2 separate regions of the Gossypium hirsutum genome follow, and region 1 is linked to region 2. A link is a contact called in public Hi-C data. All regions are on one chromosome and are shown on one strand. The core of a region is the stretch at or near the end of the contact, and the rest is flanking DNA. Distances in the headings are between cores, read along the strand shown.

What was found. A called contact is a pair of places that touch in the nucleus more often than the background predicts.
Region 1: a Hi-C map of hypocotyl shows a contact between it and region 2, with 2.4 times the contacts expected there. The contact joins the enhancer-like site here to the promoter of LOC107909709 in region 2. A contact is called at or near these places in 2 of 34 Hi-C or Micro-C datasets (hypocotyl and leaf).

What each region holds. Positions count from the first base shown.
Region 1 is chrD02:60,065,286-60,070,667 of Gossypium_hirsutum_v2.1, forward strand. LOC107909706 (plant intracellular Ras-group-related LRR protein 3) reads right to left here. Exons shown (of 3, transcript XM_016837337.2): 2 at 5,332-5,382; 3 at 2,975-3,887. The coding sequence ends at 3,239. Among protein-coding and RNA genes, the nearest start is that of LOC107909706, 4.1 kb to the right of the region's middle. Within about 2 kb of position 2,131, at least 8 of the 9 cell types and tissues checked have an H3K27ac peak or open chromatin away from gene starts, as enhancers often do. A contact at or near this core is called in hypocotyl and leaf, where this site is marked.
Region 2 is chrD02:59,845,834-59,851,614 of Gossypium_hirsutum_v2.1, forward strand. It overlaps LOC107909709, which reads left to right and starts at 3,496. Exons shown (of 15, transcript XM_041088909.1): 1 at 3,496-4,187; 2 at 5,085-5,243; 3 at 5,374-5,485; 4 at 5,595-5,732. The coding sequence starts at 5,224.

The sequences.
Region 1 (5,382 bases), core at 881-3,380, 220 kb after region 2:
TGAGCCTTGAGAGGGAGGACTTTAATAAGGTAAAGAATGGTGTTTTTCATCTCTTTCTAGTCGGAAAGTGATGCCATTAGTAAGGCTATTGAATAATGTTGCTGTGAATTGGGATTGATAATGTTAGTATCAATGATGTTACCATGCTTAATGTTGAATGCAACATAAAAATTTGAAATGCCTTTTGAAGCTTACGAGGAAATAGATCCTTATTTTAGAGGGGGAATTTTCATGGGATATGGGGGTGCTCGATCATCATGAGTGGGAGGTTGTTAGAATGTTTTGCCTTTTCTTAGAAAAATTTCATACCCTCACAACAAATTTCTTAGGTTCTTCTTACGTCACCTCTAATTTCTTTCTTGATCATGTTTCCACCTTATATTTAACATTAATAGAATGACAATTTTGTCTTGACCTTGATTTGAATATGATGACTAAAAGAATGAAAGAGAAATATGAGAAGTATTAGGAAATATTGATAAGACAAACACGATAGTGTACATTGCTTCTATTCTTGACCTAAGCAATAAACTTCCCTTTATAGAGTATTTGATGATGAAGATGTATTCGAAAGAAAAAACTTGTGTAATTATGAATCAACTTTAACAAGCGTTGGAGGAATTATTCGATGAATATAATAAGTAGAAGGAAGCTCTGCTAGAGGTAGTTGGTGAAAGTATCCAAGTGAGTCAAGTTGCACAATTGACCGTTGAATCATTGTTACCAAAGTCAGTAAGCCTTAGGTAGGAGTTTAAGAAGTATAAGATTGAATAAGGTAAGGAAAAGTATACATCAAAGTTGGCTAATATTTGAATGAGCAAGTAGAGGACAATGAGGATGAAGATTTTGATGTCCTTTGGTGGAAACATAACTAACAATGGTTCCCTATCCTATCTATCATATCTTGTGATGTAATGGCAATTCCAATATCAACAGTGGTCTCAAAAGCTGCTTTTAGCACTTACGGACGTTTTCTTGATGCATATAACTCTTAAGGATTGTGCAAGAATTTATTTTTGTTCAAGATTCAACTTTTCTTGATCCAAACACTCTTAATATATTTTACCCTGAGCTGAACACGGAACAATTTGAAAACTTTGATTTGGGTAATTTACTAGCACTTTAGTTACACCATAAACTCATTATTTATTTATTTTATTTGAAGCATACTAATACAATTGTTCTTTGTTTATGTACGTCCATGGATCCCATTGTTAATTAGAGGTAAATCATTTTTAGAACTAACTTCATATTGATATTTTTATACATATATTTATTGTATTTGAAGGTGAATGATGGCTTTGGGGTAGGGAATTGTGTAAGATTTGTTGTTGTTATGATCATCATGAATTTAGTGAACTTATTTGTTATTTGATGTTAAATGTAGTGTTTGAGCTTTTTAGATTGCATTTGCATTTACGCATTATCATGTTGGCACTTCGTAGTAGGCTTTTGTGGATTTGTATTTGTCTAAATCTGTTAAGTGTAGATTATATGTAGTGTTGGCACATGATAGTAGTCTTTTGTGGAGTAGAATTGGTACCCGCACCTTTGTATTTGGACTACATATTAGTGCTTGGAATTATTTAATGTCGGATTTGCAACTAAAAAAAGGAGCTTAAGCTCTACTTTGATTGGTTGTTTCAAAGACAAAATATTATAGGGAAAAAAACGATGGACTTAAAGTTAGTTAATTAGATTATAATTTAATGATGTAAATTATGGTCAGTTAAATTGGTTTAATAGGGTATACCCTCCCTTAGATGCAAAATGAGATTTTTAGGTGCCAGACAAAAAGAACAGAAGCCTATGAAGTTGTATGTATGAGGAGGATGACGTAGAATAGGTAAATGAAGGATATGATCGGATGTGTAATGTAATTGACGACAACAAAAGTCGGATGGTATTGTTTTAGCTATTATTTTCCTCAATACCATTGTATTAAGAAATTGGAAGTACAGAGGAGATACGCCGCCAGATCAGATGATATGCTGGTTCAAAAATAGACGGCCAGGATATTTGTTTGCAGAGATTTGTCTTTTGAAACTGACGGCATCTGGGTCCACCCGATTACTGACACGTGTTTACAATTACGGATTTTCTGCCCAGATTTTACCTTTATGATTCAGAGACAGAAACTCAGAGGTGGTCTCATCAAGTGGGAAAGCATCTATTTAAAACCGACGGCCTGCCCTTGAAAGTGACTTGTTGATTTGAGTGCTTTACTTTTTGTTGGTTTGAAACCAAAAAAAAAACACACCTTGTAGGTTTTCGGGATTCATTCTTCTCTTTTCTGTTGTTCTTATTATTTTATTGATTAAATTAAGTGATATTGGGATTCATTCTTCTCTTTTCTGTTTTTCTTATTATTTTATTGTTCCACCTTTATATCCATCAAAGGTAAGAGCTCTCACATGGCACCCTTTATCAACCTTGTATAACATCTAAGAGTAACCTTGAGAGACCACAGAAAAAGTTGCAGATCAGACCCATTGCAAACTCAACAATGGGTTCCAAACGTGAATGTGAAAACATGTCCAATTCAGTAAATGCATGAGGCTTTAAGACGTGCACCAGCGGATTGACGTGATGCTCTCTGTTCTTACAATTGTTCCCACGTCTTAAATTCTAATGTTCTACCAAAATCCCCACGTTCTTTGTACTGCAAAAAGATGTTAGAACTAGCAAGTACGGGGCAAACTGTAACAGTAATAACGCCTCACTTTGGACTTCAGAAGTGAGTCCACCTCCGTTCTCTTTACAATCATAACATGTGCTTAACTGAACCTACTCTGTTTTGATAATTACTCCACAAATTTGTATTATTTCAAACACACATTTATCCTGAGAGGATTCTAACTATCACCTTCATCAACACAAATCAGGGTCAGGTCGGCATGAGGCAAACTTAAAACACACACACACAACAGTTGACCTATCGTAGCCACCATGCATATTCAACAAAACAAGAAAGGAAAATAAAAACACTCAACTACATTGTCAAGTTTAAGAAAACAACCTATTTATTTTGGAGTTAGCAGCTTAAAGGAGCCAAACCCAACGACGGCTTTGAAGCCACTATACACAAATCACATTGCGTCTATTCAGCTCCCACGCATGTATATCCGGGGTATCCTCATTATTACAGAGCATATATACACAAATCTTGTAGTTGCTAAGCTACTCTTATTTGGCTACTGGAATCTCTTGAAACAGCTACACATCGAGCACCAAGAGATCACAGTTGTTGATCCAGATACGGATCCCTAGGAGCCTTTGGCCCACTCAGGTATTCCCCAACACTTTGGGAAACCCCAGAGATGGCGTTACTCACCAATGAAGTTCCCCATGACAACCATCCCATCTGACCTTGCTGATTACTTGCTTCAAGATTGATTCTCCTTTGCTCCTCCGTGATTATGTCGAGCCACTTTTTCGACATGTAATCTTTCACAGCATCAGCCCCCTTATTTGCTATCTCAATGGGAGGCACTATGAGCGGATTCTGGTCCAAATTGAGCTTCACTAGTTTCCCAAGGCGGCCGAATGTGCAAGGCAGAGCCCGGATTTGGTTGTTGCTGAGATCGAGTTCCCGGAGATTGGTCAGATCACTAATAGTATCAGGAAGTTCTGTGAAGTCATTGAAATTACTACTAAGGTTCAGGACTTCAAGTTTTGTCATTCTCCCAATCACTTGTGGCAAGCCATGAAGCTCATTGAAATGAGCATCCAGATACCTCAAGGACCTCATTTCACAGATTGATGATGGTAGGAAGTGGATCTTGTTCAGCTGGATTGACAGCTTTTCAAGATTTAGGAGCCCATATCCAATATTGTTAGGCAGAAATGTAAGGTTGTTAAAGCTTGCATCCAACTCAACCAGTGAACTGCAAAAGAATGATGGACTTTTATCACTCAGGCAAGACCATGAGCACAGTAACTGAAAGTAACAAAAGCTACTAAGAATAGTAGGTAAAGATACACAAACCCCCAAGATAAACTGGAAAGGTCGCAAATCCCCCTCCAGTTTGAAAATGCTATTTTACCCCCTTTGATATGAACAGAGGTTAGTCAGTTTGATAGTCTAATTAGTATTGAATGCCCCAGCAACTAAATTTGCCATTTCAGCCAACCTTTTTTTTACACATTAAACACTAATTTATGCTTTAAATAGTATTTTAGCTTAAAACTTTAAAATTAAGGGGCAAATTCTAAATTCTATTTAATCCTCTCTATACCTATGAGAAAACAAAAACTTTTTTTTTTCCTTTTTAAAGGATAGTTAAGCAATATCAGGAATCATTGGATTTTTCATTGGAACACTTTTTCTCAAACAACAGGTCATTGCCAATCAGCCAAGGACTTCAAAGTTACTCTATTGATCATACCTTTATGCATGGGCCATGACTTATGTTACCAAATTCGGGGTGCCCAAATTTTCTAGGTGTTTTTATTGTCTTCATATATTTGGAGGATTGTTCTCTCAAACCCATCTCCAAATATGTGCTTGACACAAGTATTTAAGGGAAAATGAAGAGTTGAAGTAATGTAAGCCATGACCATATTTCATTCTCAAAAAAGTAGATAACTTTTGAGTTATATTCCCTATGATTCAGAAACTTTTGTGGTTGCCTATAATTGACAGTTACTTGTTCTTCAATTTTTGATAAAAAGGATGAAATGGCCCGATAATGGACCCAGATTTGGCTTTGGTCCAGTATGTAGTATCAACGCACCCAAATTCACAACTATAATTATAAGAATATTTGAAACCACTAATCAAAATCAAGTCTCAAAATGGATAAAAATTCAAATATCTTACCTCACTAGAAATATAACCAAAATTTTCAATGGAATTGTTATGTGGATGTAACAGAACCCAAATTCTATGAATACCAAACCAAAGGGAAAGATATTTTAGAAGCACAATTGACTTGGGAAATTTTGCTCTTCAACCCAGAACGAGAGTGAGAATCACTGTGTGTATTTTCTTTTCCAATACATTTGAAGAGGAAGGCTGAACTTCTACATTAGAGAAAGAGAAGATTTTTTTTTTTGATGAATACAGATGTTTAGCTAGAATTTACGGCTCTTTTTTGCTCTAATGGTTTAGGGTTTAATTTGTTAAAACAGGGGGTTTGTGTAGCATCGGGACTAATTAGATTAATAGACTGACAAACTCCTTTTACTGGCAAGGGGACACGTTTGGCTTTCAAAACAGATACGTTTTACTCATTCCTACTTTATCAGGATTGGTTTTTGCATTTCACTCCTGGAACAGTAATTTGAGAACAAAAGTAGTACAAGAGTGAACAAAAAATAGTACAATACCTGCATCGTGCAATGCTTTCCGGGAGGGCATTTAGCTTGTTTCCCGAGACA
Region 2 (5,781 bases), core at 2,246-4,745:
AATTGAAAATTTTGCTTGAGTCTCCAAAATCATAGAATACCATAAATAACTAAAATTCAAATTTTTTCAAACTTCAAATTTTCTTTTTCAAATCATAATAAGAGTATTACATGTTTACAATCATTTAAGGTGCATCCTCCTCCAGTCAAGATCCCCGGTAATCTTATCTTCCCTCTCTACAACTTCAATATTTTCAGCGGGCACGGTGGTGGTATTGTCATCAGTAGGCAAAACGATCGGCTCAAAAGGACCCTCATCAAGGTAAAAATCTTTTAAGTTTTTCCACTTGGATGCGAACTCATCCCAAGCAACTCTCGTGGAGAAGCGAATATCAAAACCAAGTTCATCCATATTTACCTCGTAGAGAGCGTCAAAGTAAACTTTGCAAGCATCGAAGGGTCTAGCCTCAACCTGAGTATGTAGAAAAATGTTGGATTTGAGCTCAGAAGTGAGATTGCTTAGGGTTTCTAGAGTTTCATTCTTAAATTTTTCAAAGGCTTATTCCTATTTTTGCTTTAAGCTTACCATTGCAGCTTCATGCTTAGCAATGATTCAGCTCACAGTTACCTTGTGCTCTTCAGTAGTCCTCCTTAACTCAGCATCCAATGCCTTACTTCTTTCTCTTTCAACCATAACCTTGCCAGATAATTCATCATTTCTCACTTGCATAGCCTCCAATTTTTCAACGAGCTCTTCATTTTGCTTATAAAGCACTTTGTTCTCTTCCCCTATCTTCAGGTATTGCTCGCGAGTACTCTCAAGATTTTCTTCGAGCTTTTTCTGTTTAGCCTCTAACCCAGAAATATTTTCGTTAAGGCCCAAACTAATCATGTAGCCTCAACCAAGAGAGCTTGCAGAGAAGAACTGAGTTTTGATAATACAGACTTCTGCGAACTCTTTCATGACTCATCGGTACATATTTACCTTTTCGTGACTTTTGGCACAGAAGCTTTCCAATTTTTAATCATGCTTTGCAACTCCCTTGTGCTCAAATTCCTGCTACGTGGGACCAGGTTGTCATCATCTTCAGCAGATGACTCCTTATAAGAAGGTAGAGGAAGATGATAGATACAGAGAAGAGCAAAATGAGGGAAATTATCACGAGTAACAATAGGAGAACTTTTGCGAGCCATAAATTGTGAGGTCGTTGAGGGAGAAGTAGGAGTGGTGGCCATTATAGCAGAGGGCCTAGCATGATCTGCCCTCCTTTTGCGACGAGACTATAACTTGCCACTATCTACTTTCTCTTCGTTCCTGGACCACGCTAACAACCCCTATATCAATCCTGCGCTTCATGCGCATGTCCCTCAGAGCAGCTCATAGGTCTATAACTTCGTTAATTTCTCAAGATATGTTGGTAGTTTCTTTAGAGTCATCTCTTGAATTGCGAGTTGTGCTTGCACTACCAACAATCCTAGTATCAGCAAGATCAATTATCAAATTAATATTGGTATCACTTTCTGCTTGCGATGAGACTACCAGAATCCAGGGAAAAAGCCTCATCCTACAGTAACTGTAAAAGAAGTTCTTGGTTTCCTCTTTAAATCCTATTAGAATTAGACTCAAGTCATCGTTGGCATCATTAGCTACATAAAGCCATGTCCATCTTTCAAGGTTTGCACCTAAGGCTTCAGTAACTTCCCTACTGTCACCTCGCTTGTGTCCATTGGGGCTAAGACCCTCCAAATAGTATCAAAATTCATTCCTCACGATTATAAGATCTTCGATAACTAGGAAACTGCCAGCACAAAGCCTTTACAACAGGGCAGAACCACCATCTATCCTAACAATTCGCCTGAATGAACACATGTCCCTACTTGGTGCGGACCACTCTGTAGGAAAACCAAACTCGTCTGCGATCCTACATCTCACCCTAATATATTTTCCCCAATTCATCCAAAGATTATCACATTTGTTCTCAATTATGGTCTCGCTTTTACCGCAAGAAGAAAAATAGTAAAAGCTCGATGAGTTCCCTCGACCTTGGGCTTTTAACAAATATAAGCTTTGGAATACCGCAAGCTGTGGTGCTTCGTTATGTTAGCAACAATCAATAAAATAAGTCACTGAGATCCATTAAGAGAACTTGCAAAATTGATCGGGAGCAATTTGGTAATATTGAAGAAGATGACAGAAGAACAGATGCAATGGCAAGTGGAACGCAACTTCTAGAGTATGGAAGTAAAGCTGAAAGCTGCCGTCACTGGTATCACTAAGCCTGTGAAGCCCCTCAAGGATGGAAAATTCATAAGTAAAATTAGGGATTTGAATCCTTCGTGCAGTCAGAACTCGACTCATTTCTTCCTCTTTTGTAGCGCAGACAAAGAAATTGGCTTTTGCAAGGACTTTTGAAGCATGCTCTCACGGTGGACAATGGGGAATTATCCAACCACCAGCATCCCTCATTTTGACATGTTTTTATGTAGAAAGAAAAGAAAAGGAAATAAGATGTTACCTTGAAGAAAATCTCGATCAAGCCTGTTTATAGGAAATGTTAAGATTGTGAGTTTAGGGTTTCTAAAACCCCCTTTTAAATAAATTTCTCTTCCTAGCGTTTTGACGATTCAAATGATGAGGAACACCAACGGTTAGATACAAACGGACGTGATCCACCCGTACACGTGGCAAAGTTAACATCATGTCCCAATAGTTGCTGCGTATTCAACAAGGCTATATAAATGCGAAGTGATGGCTCTAAGGAGCGCCATTTTACAACCCTCCTTAGACCTACTAAGGGGGACTAGATTGTTATGTACTTATAATCACCAAGCTGAGAACCAGATAAGGTCCAGGTCGCCCACCTGTGACCCGGAAGTTTGCAATGGGAGCTTGTAGTCTCAGTTCGCACATGCCACGAGGTGCTTGCAAAGGGAGCTCGTTGTCTCAACTCACATATACCCAAGGAGTTTGCATGTGGGGGCCACGAAGTCTAGCAGACAGCCTAGAATAGTACATGTGTCCTGCATGCATAGAATCTACTAAAAACGTCAAATTCCATGAACAGTAATCATGTATATAAATATTTGATTTTTCCCTTTAATGAGACACAACGAAAAATTACTTAACAAAAATAAATTATTTACTATGACATCAGTGATTCAATCAATAGTAAAAGAGAGTGTTTATTTGATGTTTTGAGTTCAAATTTTATTATACCTATATATATTTGGAATTTATTTGTTATTTATTATTTACCATTTAAAAAACTTCAATAAAGTGCTTTTACTTTGTTTTTCTTTGGAATTTATTTATTATTTACTATTTTCATAATCGAGACCTATGAAAATTAAAAAAAAAAGGGCTCTAGATTTAAGTCTAATAAAAACGGAATGAAATTTCAAATTTGATTTAAGAGTCCGGCGTAAATGCAATACTTAAAAGTATTATTGACCATTTAAAAAACTTTAATAAAGTGCTTTTATTGATTAAAAAATTGAACATGAATTATAGTTTTTGATTTATTTATTTTAGGCACATGCGTAACTTTTTTCATTTGTTCCTTCACACGCTTTTATTCCGATTGTACCTACACCCAAAACAAAAATGAGAAGAGTAATTTTAAGACGGTTAAGAAAATTAGTTGGCAGGAAATCTAGGAAGTTTCAGTTGGGGGCTCGAAATTTGAATGTCAAAACCCTCCCCCATTACACCTGTCCATTCACCCATTCATCTAATATATATGTTTAACTTCGTTCCAGGGTACTATTTACATATTAACTACATTTTTCTTTTAAATATTTATATAGCGAAAAAATAAGAACCCAAATTCTAATTTCAATCTCTGCTCATCAAAACTTAAAAACAGTAGAATCATTTTTCTCTCTTTTTCCTTCATTTGCTCTGTTACTTTCCCCAGATTTTATAAAATCTTACGATTTCTTTTCATCTACCAAAAAAGTAGTACAGAAAAAAAGGATAGAATTCTTTTCTTTTTCTTTTTTTTTTCCCGGGAAACTGAAATCAGTTTCAGGTCTTTTTTCCTTCACGTTTTCTATTTTTTTTTCTGTTAGTAAGGCAATCAAGAAGTTCGTTCTTTCAATTCTCGAGAGAGAAGCATAAACTTATTTCTTGCATATTTTCAGTTGAAGAGGAGAAGGTGATTTTTCTCGTGATTTAGAGCCATTTTAAATACAGTTTCAGTTTCCATCAGATCCTTTTCAGTTCTTCTCAATTATCTTTCCATTCAGGTAAGTAAATATTTGTAATTTCTTTTCTTTTATTTAGCTTAGTTTTCCGTTTATTTCTCGAGGAAATTCATCGTCTCACCTGCAGCCTATACAAGCATTCAATTATTTTAAACCTTTCTAATTAGATTTTGAATCTTTGATTCGTTATTTTAGTGTATCCGTTTTTCGCTCGTACTTGTTTTCTTTCTTTTCTTTTTTATCTGGTTAATGAATTTTATTTATTGTTTGAAATTTTTTGGACCAAAAAAAAGTAATAGGAAAGGAGTTGAATCTGAGATTTTTAAAGGAATCAAACCTGATTTTAAGCAAACTTTGAGGTCAGGTTTATGTTTTTGGTCATTTTGTTCAGTATTATATTTCAACCTAAGCAAGGCACGGTTATGCTATTAACTAAAATAAAATAAAATCTCGGTATTGCAGTTTTTTAATTCTAGAATTGTAGGATATTAGTTTAAAACAAGAAGGGAAAGACACATGTCTACTTGATTATGGAGTTAATAGAATTTATGATAGGAATTTCTCTGGTTTTGTGATTGTCCGGCGACCGTGATCTTTTGTCCAGGGGATAGCACATGGTTGTTTGCTTTGTTGCGTTACTATTTGAGGGTTATGTGAAAGAGGTTCTTAGACGCTTCTTATGGGGATTCTTGCATCTTTTTACAATATAATAAGATCCTTGGGTTAAGTGTTAAAGGCCGGCCTAATTAGCTTGTGTTTTCCTGTCTGCATAAACTGGTAAAATTGATTCAACTAGGATATCAGCTTGGACTTAGGTGCCATTCCCATGAAGTTGCTGTTTGAATCTCAGTTCTTGTTAGTGTGCATCTTGGTTTCTTTTAACTGTAACTATTGTTTTGCTTCATCATTTTAGTTTTAATAAAAAAATTTGTTATTCAGGTCCTTTTGCTGAGGGTCTCTCTTTGTTTCATGGAGAATGGGCAACTGAATGCCTGCTAATTAATGCTCAAAGGCTCTTGCAATCTGAATTGCCCATAGTTTGTTGTGAATATACAATTCAGACGAATTTTTAAATAGAATGGGGATCTTTACACGCAGGTGCATGACTTATGGCGCCTTTTTAATTAAAAAGAATAAACTTCATATTGTGTCTAATTGTGTATATCTATAGAAAATGTTACTTAGATGTGGAAGTTATTTAACTTTTATTCCATCTTGGTGACTGCAGTACGGTTAGTAGAAAGCCAAATGAGAGCATGAGGCTTATTGTGACAACATTTGTTGGAGTAGTTTTTGGCTTCTTAATTGGATTATCTTTCCCAAAATTGTCATTAACAAAGGTAGGCTAACCATTTCCCCCTTTTAATTTCATTTTCATTATTATGCATCTAGCAATAATTATCTTTCTCATCTGCGTAATGGAACTTTTGTGCTGTCTGAATTTGGCAGTTCAATATATCATCTGGCATTCTTACGACCATTGATATCAAATACACCGAATATACCAACTCAGTCCCCTCAGGCTCAACTCCTTTGCAGCATCCAATTGATAATAATAGAAGCTCTGCTAATGCCACATCAAAGAAGGTATTTCTACTGGATCTGGAGATACAGGTTCATTGAACCAAATCTCTTA